2 separate regions of the Sus scrofa genome follow, and region 2 is linked to region 1. Evidence: chromatin contacts called from public HiChIP or PLAC-seq data. All regions are on one chromosome and are shown on one strand. The core of a region is the stretch at or near the end of the contact, and the rest is flanking DNA. Distances in the headings are between cores, read along the strand shown.

Region 1 (5,759 bases), core at 1,923-4,422:
CTCCCCTTCCCAGGAAGCCATGGGAGACCTTCTTTGAATTTCTCCTAATTTTAGCAACACGGGCCCCTCCCCCAGGCACAGGGCTGGGGAGCAAGATTCTAGGGCTCTTCACCTGGCAGGGAGGCAGCTTTCATAGCCCTGCAGTTAAACCCCAGCCCTAAATGGGGACAGGCCCACGGGAGGGGGAGAAACCCCCTCGGGTTAACCAGGCCGGCCCCACGTCAGCAGCGGGGGCCTCCAACCATTGTCCTTGGGGCGGGGGGGGGGGGGGGGGGGGCAGCCACAGGACCTGGAGCAGTCCCCGCCCCACCCAGACCATTTCCCTCCTCCCTCCACCATTCCCCGCCTCCCCCCCCACCCCAGGGCTGACTTCTCGGCAGCAGGAAACAATGAATGGGGGGGCGGGGGGAGCAGTTGCATCACAGCATCGTGACCGACTTCCCCAGTTCACCAAGCCAGCCACCCGGCTCCGAGAGCAGCCCGGATCAAGAGCAGGCCCGTGCCCGCCTGCCTGTGTGAGCCCGGGCCAGTTCCTCAACCTCTCTGGAGGTCTTTCAACTTGCGTACAACCAGGGCCTGTAAAAGCCCCTCCAGCACTGCTTCTAACAGTTAAGGATGGCGCCTTCCAGCTCTCAAGCACAGCCAGCGTCCCTGCTCATGCGAACTTCCTGGCCCTTCCCAATCTAACCCGGGAGCCCCCCCTTATCTAAGACGCCTCCGGCTGTGTGTCTCTCCAGAACTTGATGGGACAACCACAGCCTGGGCCACCTCTGGTATGGCTTTCTGCCATCTCTGGTCTCTGCTGTCTTAACATTGTCCTTTGACTTATTTCTCTTAAAAGAAAAACCAATCAGATGGGTACACTGATCATAATATCTGCTACAAAGCCAGCCACAGCCCTTGAGGGAAGCTTCAAGGGGATTACAACCCCTCGGGATTTGCAGGGACGGAGCAACCCAACCTAAAAAGGACCGCCAGCCCCAGCGCTCACGGGCACACCTCCCTGGTGCAAGGCAGCACACCGTGGCTGTGCTGGAAGCCTGGGCCTTTTGAAATGACCGCAGTTGGTGGAGCAAAGCTCAAGGCCCTCCTGAGAGGAGATGGAGGCAAGATGTTTCCAGACTCGGCTGGAGTGTTCTCATGGTCAGGTGCGGGGGAGGGTCCCCCTTGGGTTCACCAAGAGCCTGGCCTCACCTGCCGAAGCCCCGCAGCCGGCATTTTCACCCATCATATTCCGATGCATTTTTGGTTGTTAATTTATACCCAGCGTGGGCCATTCCAGGAGAAACGTGGGATCAGAGGGTCAAGACAGACCCGTCTCGAAGGGTCCTTTGCAACTAGGTGTCAAGGACGAGACACCGCAGAGAACTATTTGCAGCTTCTCCAGACAAGGCGGCAGCTCTGAGAAGGGGGCCATGGGCAAGGACGCCCAGTGTCAAAAATGACAAAAATGCTCTCCAGAAGCCACCACAGACCGTCTGGGCAATCGTGTTCTACAAAGCTGTCTCGGGGCCCAGTCCTGCCCCCTCAGCAGGGCTAACAGGCAACCAGAGGGGTAGAGAAGGCATTCAAGCCTCTAAAGTGAAAGGAAAGTTCTGTGCCGGTGGAGAGCAGGATACCTTATGGCCAGGAGGGCAAAGGCCCAGGCCTGGGGCCAGCTCGGGAAAGAGAAGAAACCAAGCAAATCCAGCCCTGAACCACTTCTGTTTCCTGGGCTGTACGCATCTTCACCTACTGAGATTAAATGCATTCTTGGCTTATCTTGCCAAAAATCTGAAAGCCTTCCACTCTCCCAGTACGTCTTTTTTCCAGACCTGAGCAGGAAAGAGTGGATGTAATTGTCTGGGTAGAGCCCAGCTCTCCGGGGCCGGGTGGTGGTGGGGGTGTACCCCCTTCCCGTTCCCTGTAGAGCTGGGTTGTTTGGCGGGGGGCTGCCACTCCATCAGCAAGAGGGGACCCCCGTAAACAGACACCGCAGGGGTCCCAGGCCCTTCCCTCGGGCTTCCAGCTCCCCAGACGGCTGGTTTCCGTCCCTCGAGCCCCCTCCCCACTCCCTGCCGCCCAGCTCCTCCTCCGGCCACCCTCGCTGCCCTCCAAGCCCCTGGCCCAGCGAGAGTTGCCGGGCATAGGCTTCGGGCCGAGCTGCAGCAGCCCGGGGGCCGGACCACCAAGTTGGGCGAGCCGGCGGCCGCGGGAGCCGCTCTTTCCTGGAAGACATTTTGGCTCTTTGTTTACATCGCGGCGCCGCGCTCCCCGGCAACATGGCTGTCACCGCCGGCTGCTGACAGCGGCCCCGGCCCGGCCGCGCGGGGCTGCGGCCGCGGCGAGGCCCGCCCTCCGGCCCGCCGGCCCTCCCGCCGCGGCCCGGCCGCTCTTACCATCTGGTGGTGGTGGTGGCTGTTGGGAATGTTGGTTTCTTGGAAAAACGTGCTCAGGGCGGTCTGCAGACAAACACAGCGCCAGGGCGGCGGTTAACGGGGCCGGGGCAGGAGGCCCACCCGCCGGCCCTGCCCGGGCGGCCGGGGCGCCCCCGCCGCCGGGCCCGACCCCTCGGGGCGGGGGGGGGGGCGTCCCCGGGCCGCGCGCGGGGTCCCGGGCGGCAGGGCCCCGCGCCCCACGCGAGACCGCGCGGCCCCGCGCGCCTGCCCTCGCGATATAAATAGTTTCCCTCTCCACCCCCCCAGACGACTGCGCGGCGCGCGGCTGGGCGCCCCGGCCCGCGCCCTTGCCCAGCGCCGGGGCCGGGGAGCGGGGCTCGGCCCGCACGCACCTCGAACTGCCAGTGCGCCGCCTGCAGCAGCTGCTTCGCCTGGTCGGCCGCGCAGCCCGCGGCCAGCACGAACTGGTTGATCATGACCTGGTGCCGCAGCTCATCCATGTTCACCGACATGGCTCCGGCCGGCGCGCTCTCCCGGGCTTGGCGGCCGCGGGAGGCCGGCTGCCCTCGGCTCGCGCTCGCCGCCTCCGGCGGCCCCCGGACCCTCGGCCGCCCCGCCGCCCGCCGGGCGAGTGTTGTGGTCCGGCTCGCGCCGCCGGCCGACACCACAAACAACAGCGCGGGGCGGGGCCGGGTGTCCCAACGTTCGGGGGCCGCGAGCCGCCGCCGCTGATTGGCCGGCGCCGCTCGGCCGGAGCCCGGCTCCGGTACAGACGTTCGATTCGAATCCTGCGGCCTGTGGACCCGCACTGTTTCTCTTTTTGCCCAGCCGCGCCCATTGGCGGATGTCGGCGCCGTGGGGCTCTCCCGTATTGGCCGGCCGCTGTGTTTTGGCCTGTCCGGGCTCGCGATTGGCCACGGCCGTGCGTTTGGGGCGGAGCCGCACTCGCTGATTGGTCTCCCGTGGGTCCTTTTGAACTCAACTTGAAAACCTTGAGTGCCTGCTGATTGGCTGAGCCCCCTCTGTTTGCTGTTGTAGGCTTGGGGGTGGTGCGGCCAAGTTCATTCATTACTTCATTGAAACTGAACATGCTCAGCTGGAAAAGCAAGACAGAGTGGCTTTGACTCATTTCCTCTGAAAGATGTGGTCATCTCGAGAAACAGAGCGATCAAAATAGAAAACAGACAGAGCCTTTGCAGCTGCTCGAGTCTCAAAATTGTTTATTTTTTTTAAACTTTCAAGCAGCTCTACTTTTAAAAAGCTTTTTATTGCCATGTATCCCTTTCAAGCCTCTTTCCAGCCACTACCCACCTCACGGGCCAAACAGTTTTCCTACGTTTTTAGACCAAAACTTTGCTCTGTGAAGTTGGAAGACGGTGTTAAGGGACACTAAATATAATGGCAAAGAGGAAATGAGACTTTCGCAGACACTAATATCCCAAGCTGAAAAAATTATTTTCCCTTAAATTGTTTGACCTAACTGAAACTTTAATTTCTACCATCTTTTAAAAATAGAATAGGAATTCCCTCTGTGGCCCAGCGGAAGCGAATCTGACTAGTATCCATGAGGATACAAGTTCAAGCCCTGGCCTCGCTTAGTGGTTAAGCATCCAGTGTTGCTGTGGCTGTGGTGTAGGCTGGCAGCTGCAGCTCCAATTCAACCCCTAGCCTGGGAACTTCCATATGCTGAGGGTGTGGCCTGGAAAAACACCCCCCCCAAAAAAAAAAAAAAAAAAAAGAGTACGTCTATTCAGGTACTGGATCTCAACTCTAGACATTTAAAAACAGTTTGTTTATATGCAGGGAGCTTCTATCTTTTGGATTAAGATTTAACCTTCAAGGTTTGTACTTGGGAATTGTGGGGGTGGAGAAAGAACAAGGCGTTTAAGCAGATTGAAGAAGGGCCAGAGTGCTTAGTAAGGCAAACACTGCTGGAATTCACTGTTAGAATGTCTGTTTCTGAAAAACTTAGTCAGTTTTGGACCTGAAACACCAATCAGTGTGGATTATAATTTGTTAAGAGCCTGCAGAACAGGAGGCTAAGAAAAAAGCAAGCCATGGCTCTATTTTGACTTTGCCTGCAATGGATTAACTCTCCGTCTAAGAAAATTTACACATATAGAAAGAATAGAATATAAATAAGGAAAAAGTTACAGCCAATGTTTATGTACTGATGAAAAACAGCCTCGGGCACCAGAATGAGCCTTTTAGTTTGTCCCATTTAGTTAGCCTTTTTGTTTGTTTGTTTGTTTTGAAGGGACAGGAGTCAGCTCTTTGCCTGCCCAGACTTGTTTCTTGCCGCGATTGCACTTAGCCCTCCTGAGTGCGCATGAGCTGAGACCTGGAGTGTGGCTGGAGAGTCCAGCCCAGCTTGCCGCCCTTCCCTTCCAGTAATTGCAAGGTGAAAACAAAAGTGAGCAGCCAGCAGCTGCCATTGCCAAGGAGCCTGGGCCACAAGCAGCCCCAGAACAAGGAAGTACTGTCACTGTGGGCTCCAGGTCTCACAGGTACATTCAGGTGTCAAGCATGCCAGGGCCGTGAGAGGTAGGATCTACATGGGCAGAGGCACTTCAGGCTGCGAGAGCCCTCAGGTCTTAACTAGAGCTTCTCAAGGAAGGCAGGGGTCCTGAAAACACCATAATTGCCAAACCTATTTTTTCCTGGATATCAACATAGTTTGTTCCAAACCTCTCTTTAGCGATTGCCATTTGCAGGACACAGCTATGGGCACCTGGGGGCATGGGACGCCCGCAAGCCAGAGGGACTCCCTTCTGGTGATCTTCTGTGGGCACAGGGTCACTTCGGGCTGACAGAGAGAGAGAGAGCAACAGAGTCCTGCCTCTGATCTGTGGCGGTGAGTAAAGCACATGCTTAATCAATATTTTGCCTTCTGAGAATCTGTTTGGTAATGAATGGGGGTAGGGCTTCCCCTTCTCCCAATGGGCAACAGGAGTGCCCCCGTGCCTGGGAGCACTGGAGAATGAATGAGGTCATGTTTGCAGAGGGCTTTGAGCCGTTGGGATGAAAGCACCTCCCCCAGTGCAAGGTATTATTAACTGAAGGTGTTATTATTTTCATATGAGAGGACAATGTGTGGCAAGTAAAACAGAGCAATGAAAACAAGCCCATTACTAACAAATAAAACACAGTAGTAGCCTGGGAAGGAACAGAACCCTCGTTACACCAATGGTCTAGGCTCCAGAATGAGTCATGATACAGCTACTGAGGAGACTCCTAGCCGGTATTTCCTCCACCGGCCGGGATAAGGATGTTATGAATGCGAGTCACTGAGTTGGTGCAGAGATGGGCAAGAAATAGCTGGCCTGTGACAAACAGCTGCCATTTACCAAGTCCTTCCTAGAGGCCAGGCACCTTTCGAAG
Region 2 (5,759 bases), core at 1,121-3,620, 59 kb after region 1:
GAGTTATACTTCTAATTCAAGATTTCATTATTAACAGACTTTAAAGGAGTTCAGACATTAATCTTTTTAATGTATAGTTAATATATGAGCCACAGAAAGGAGTTCCAGGGGTTTGCATAACCTGGGCTCCTCACCGCTCAACGGGGGGCCGAAGAATAATCGTAGCTCTCAAAACTCTTGGAAGCTCAGCAGGGCAAAATGAAGCAGATGTTGCCGTGTAAAACTAGCTGTAAAATAGCGATCTTCACGTTTAACCAATTAGAAATTAAAACGATCAGACGTACGTCACAGGTCTTTATTGTATGCTATTTTCTAATTCCCTGAGGTTTCCGTATTTCATGATTAGATAAAGAAAATAAAATCTCGTTAAGAGTTTTGGCCTTTTTTGTTTTGTTTTGTTTTTTAGGGCTGTACTGCTGGCATATGGAGGTTCCCAGGCTAGGGGCTGCCTGCACTGGAGCTGTCGCTGCCGGCCTCCACCACAGCCACAGCCACGCTGGATCTGAAACGCGTCTGTGACCTACGCCACAGCTCAGGGCAACGCCAGATCCTTAACCCACTGAGCGAGGCCAGGGATCGAACCCTCGTCCTCATGGATGGATGCTTGTTGGGCCACCGTGGGAATCCCAGTTTTGGTCATTTTGGCCAAGCCCACAACATGTGGATGCTGTCTGGCCGGAGGTCGAACCTGCACCACAGCGGCAACAAGGCCAGAGCCGTACCTTGCTGCGCCACAAAGGAACTCCCTCGCTGGGGTTTTTGACTCATTCAAGGCCTCCCTCCTCGGCCTCCGGCTGTATCTGCAAATTTGTAGCCGAGCCAAAGGATCAGACTACCTGGGCTTAGAAACCAAAGGATCAGACTACCTGGGCTTAGAAACCGGTGTTCGATTGGCTTATAATCTTAACTCTTTCTTCATTTCACACTGTTACTCTTTGTCTGAAGCCAGAGCTGAGCTTTCTAACCTAGCAGACAGACTTCAGGGCTCATTTTCCTTCCAGGAATATGAGAGATGGAGACCCAAACTCTTGGAATTGAGCTTAGATCTTACCTAGATAGTTTTAGAGTCAGTATATTTCAGGCAGGGCATAGATGGACAGCGTGGAGTTTTCCAATGTGAAGCTTCCAGTTTTTCATTTTTGAAAGAGAGACCAGGGAAGACTTTGGTCCACTTGCCCTTTGTAAACATTTTTTTCATTAAGGTATGTCGATTTCCAAGGCTCTGTCACTTTCTGCTGTATGGCACACTTGCCCTTCCTAATAACTGGCCTATTGAAAAGATCTCTGTCAACAAAAATGACTGGGCCACTGACCCCTGGTGGCGTTAGAACATTCACGTGCTTCTTTGGAAAACAGCAACAACTCATGTCGCGTATTTTCAAATACCTGCCTTGGCTGATACTGGTCCTTACCCACTCCGACCATATTCTTTACTTCCAGTACTGGGCATCTCAAAATTCCTTCCTTGCAAGTGGATTCTTGGAGTTCCCGTCGTGGCGCATCGGAAACAAATCTGACTAGAAACCATGAGGTTGTGGGTTTGGTCCCTGGTCTCGCTCAGCAGGTGCAGGATCTGGCGTTGCCATGAGCTGTGATCTGATGTGGCTGTGGCTGTGGTGGAGGCCGGCAGCTGTAGCTCTGATTGGATCCCTAGCCTGGGAACATCTGTATGCTGCAGGTGCAGCCCCGAATTTAAAAAAAAAGTGGGGAGTTCCCGTCGTGGCGCAGTGGTTAACGAATCCAACTAGGAACCATGAGATTGCGGGTTCAGTCCCTGCCCTTGCTCAGTGGGTTAAGGATCCGGCGTTGCCGTGAGCTGTGGTGTAGGTTGCAGACGCGGCTCGGATCCCGCGTTGCTGTGGCTCTGGCGTAGGCCAGTGGCTACAGCTCCGATTGGACCCCTAGCCTGGGAACCTCCATATGCCGTGGGAGCGGCCCAAAGAAATAGCAAAAAGACAAAAAAAAAAAAAAAGTGAATTCTTATTTGTGAGCTGAGTTATGAGTCTCCTGACCAGATGAATTCTGGAAGTCAGGCATTGAGAAGGGGGTGCTTGTCTGAAAGGAGCTGTTTCTGACCATTAGTCACGATTTACCAGCGTGCCCAATGGAAAAGATGACTGTGTCAGCTTTACGAAAAGCACTTTTTTCCCTTTTAACTCTCCTTAAAATTAGCTGATGGTAGGCAGAATCCTTTGTATGTAAAAGCAGCTCAGCTCGAGGAAGGCACTCGGACTGTAGAAGCAGCGTTTCTCCTGCCGGGAGAGGTTTTCAGGTGGGGAGGGGGGACCGGAAGTCGGTGGGTGTCACTCGTCCTCAAAGGAGCCCTGTCGCCCTGTCGGTGCATCTGACGTCAGAGGGTACAGAACTTGTCCTCTGAACAGCACAAGCCAACACGCAGACCACAAGAAGAGGGAGAAAATGGGTCTGGGAGGGTGGTTAACAGCCATCTGGATCATTTTTGTGATGGCGACTTTTCTCTCCGGTGGCTCTCTGATTGTTTTGTTATCCCCCGTTAGGGTGAACAGAGAGCGCTGGGTAGTGGGGGCTACTCATTGCAGGGTTCAGATATTTGGGAATGGTCATCCTTAGATACTGTGTCACATCACAGCCAGGACGTTAGTCCCACATGAGCCCTCCCAGGGACCTGGCCGAGGTGTTAACAGGCTATAAACAGGCTGCCTTCCTGGATGGATCCTTTAACCAAACCTGAACACAAAGCATCTTTGAACTGAGGTTATCTTGTGCCACCTCTTGGTGTCTCCTTCACGTCTCTGGTTTGAGTGAAAACAAGTGTCTTTTCACGTTCCTCAGCTTTGTGGTCACCAGTCTTGCTACACTGGGGGTGGACTCCCCACGAGCATTGGATGGCAAATGAGTGAACAGGGGGTTTTACTGCTGTAAATGTAGCTCATTGACTTTTTGGTGCATAGCCGGCAGAAGACAGCCTGTCCCGGGGCCACAGCTGGTTAAATAGGCAAATTTGTATTCATTTCATGGCATTCACGCAGAGAGTAGACCGTTCTTCCTGACACGGGTCTAAGAAAATAGTCTGAAGTATCACGGGTCTAAAAATATCCACTGGTAAGTCCTGGACACACTACATCGCTGAGAAGAGAGGAAGCAGAGAAAGCTGAGGAAATAACCAGGCATCAGATAAAAAGGAACTGAAATTTAAATATAAAAGCCCTAAAATCTGTAGAAGCAGGAACTTATGTAAATGAGCGCTATAAATGGGCGCTTCTTATGACCCCAGATGTTGATTTCCATATGAACTGTTAGCTGTTTCTCCGACACAGATATTACAGGCCTGCTAATATAGAAAATGAGTACTTTTCTGTTTGAATCGTGAATGGTCTAAAATCATTTCTTTTCAGAAGCAGATTTGGGGCATTTGGGGCTTTTTCTTCCTCAGTGAAAACGGCAGGAGGGCATGGTCATTTGTTTTCCTTTTACCGGCCCCTCCCCCGTTGTCCCTCCCGGTCCCTTTCAGGGCGCGCTTATTGAATCACCGTCCGTAGTAGTAGTAGTGAAAACTGGAAACAGACCAAGCGTTCGTCAGTAAAAGGTGGGGGACTACGTGATCGCTGGGGGTAAACTCCCCTAAAAAAGGAACCAGCGCTCCTTAGAGACATGATCGATTCCAGGGAGCAGACAGGAAACCACAGGATGAGCCTGGACCATCTTGTGGTGCCAGAAAGTGAGGAAGTGCTCAGAAAATGCTGGGCCCAACTTAGGGCGCTCCCAGCAGCCAGCTCCCGGCTGCCACATGCATTTGGGATCAGGCCTGAATCTCGTAGCAAATGGTAGTAAATTGTGTACTCTTAAAAAAACCCTTTTTATTGAAATGAATGATTTATTTTTACAAATGGATTATAGTCCCTTTTAGAGCCTTCTGGAAATTGCCCAGTGATATGCAACTGAAGTAAGGCATCCTGTCATCTCATAATGCATACTTTCTACCACAAAAATAGGCAGCCGTGGGGGTAATTTAACACAGTATTTGAAATTAGAATGGTCGGAAAATCTAGGATATGTGGTTGATCTATATGCGTGTGTGTGTGTGTAAATAAATGTGGACATACACATCCAGGGTGTCCTTCTGGTCCGTCTAAACTGGCAGTTCCACGTTCGGCCACCAGGGGGCACTTTGCTGATGTAGGGAAATGTACAGGGAAACTGCTCGACCCCAGGATGGAAGGACCACAGACGTATTCCTCCGCAGAGCCTTGACTGGCAACCCCCTGGGGCCCACTGAAAGCGTTCCTCTGGCTGAGCAGGTACTATGCTCCTATCCTGGGCTTGAGGGGCTTGGGATTTAAATTTTTCTGAGACTGAGGCTTCAGTACAGACGTGAGCAGGCCAGTGGCCAGGGTCGGGTGAGCTGTACTCCGGGCAGTGCACCGATGCAGGCTCTGTCAGGATGCTGGACCCCTTCTGGTCAGGACTGAGAGAGGTGCGCTTGGTCCGCCAGGGAATCCCAAGCCTGGCACAGCACTCGGGGCTTCGTGAGCGTGCTGAAGGAACAAGTAAATGTCTTCCTTCTTTGAAAATAACTTAGAGGAGGAATTCCTGTTGTGGTTCAGCGGGTTAAGAACCCAACTAGGGTTCAATCCCTGGCCTCGTTCAGTGGGTTAAGGATCCAGCGTTGCCATGAGCTATGGTGTAGGTCACAGATGCGGCTCGGTTCTGGCGTTGCTGTGGCTGTAGCTCCGATTCGACCCCTAGCCTGGGAACCTCCATATGCCGCGGCTGTGGTCCTAAAAAGAAACAAATAAATAAAAAAGAGTAGAGTATTAGGTATGCTTTTGTGTGTACTTCTGCCTGATCATAGGGCACAATCCAGAGAGTTTGGACTAGCTTCCAGAGCCTGAACAGGTTTCGCTATCTTTTGCAGTGATCATGTAACTCTTAGATTCTCTCTACACTCTTGTCCGGCACCTAGAACACCCCGGGGCTCAGGACCGCCTGTGGACTTGCTCTGCCATAGCTCAGGCAGTTGCAGGCACAAGAGTATGGCTTTCGGGGAATTCCCGTCACGGCACAGAGGAAACCAATCCGACTAGGAACCATCAGGTTTCGGGTTCGATCCCTGGCCTTGATCAGTGGGTTAAGGATCTGGCGTTGCCATGAGCTGTGGTGTAGGCTGCAGATGTGGCTTGGATCCTGCATTGCTGTGGCTGTGGTGTAGGCCAGCAGCTACAGCTCCGATTCGACCCCTAGCCTGGGAACTCCATATGCCTCGGGTGCGGCCCTAAAAAGACAAATACATATATGGCTTTTGCATTTAAATACTGCCTCTGGGTTCAAATCCTGATCCTGCTACTCATTAGCCCTGAGACCTTCAATAATTATATGAATCTTTGGAGTCTTATCTGCAAAATGGGCATGTGGATCCCGATAGTCCTCATTTATCCAGTCAAGCAGCATATTTTTAGGTCCTCCTGCATGTCGTCCTGCTCTCCAAGCGTTTACAGTCTGGGGCACGGCAGCCATGTCTGTGTTTCATGTATTAGGTGAGAATGTATCTAAACTTGAACTCTTGTAGTGATGGGAGCCCAGGGTATGTGAATGCATTTACTCCCGCTGGACCTTGTGCTTAAAAATGGTGAAGGTGAGGGAGTTCCCTGATGGTCTAGTGGTTAGGACTCAGCATTTTCATCACTGTAGCCTGGGTTCAATCCCTGCTCTGGGAATTGAGATCCCACATCAAGCATCACTACATGCCATAGCACCCCCCCAAACAAAAAGTGGTGAGGGCG

The links. HiChIP or PLAC-seq counts read pairs in DNA pulled down with a chosen protein or histone mark.
Region 2: a contact with region 1 is called in an H3K27ac HiChIP or PLAC-seq map of skeletal muscle, with 4 times the contacts expected there. The contact joins the enhancer-like site here to the promoter of UBALD2 in region 1. A contact is called at or near these places in 1 of 5 promoter capture datasets (liver), 26 of 47 Hi-C or Micro-C datasets (alveolar macrophages, blood, embryonic fibroblasts and 11 more) and 2 of 2 datasets of contacts at active chromatin or transcription factors (alveolar macrophages and skeletal muscle).

Annotation. Positions count from the first base shown.
Region 1 is chr12:5,205,501-5,211,259 of Sscrofa11.1, forward strand. UBALD2 (UBA-like domain-containing protein 2) reads right to left here and starts at 3,173. Exons shown (of 3, transcript XM_003357957.4): 1 at 2,771-3,173; 2 at 2,379-2,441. The coding sequence starts at 2,890.
Region 2 is chr12:5,265,206-5,270,964 of Sscrofa11.1, forward strand. All of the region lies in intron 2 of RNF157 (RING finger protein 157), which reads left to right. Among named protein-coding and RNA genes, the nearest start is that of FOXJ1, 39 kb to the right of the region's middle. Within about 2 kb of position 2,371, at least 21 of the 83 cell types and tissues checked have an H3K27ac peak or open chromatin away from gene starts, as enhancers often do. A contact at or near this core is called in alveolar macrophages, retroperitoneal adipose tissue, skeletal muscle and 2 more, where this site is marked.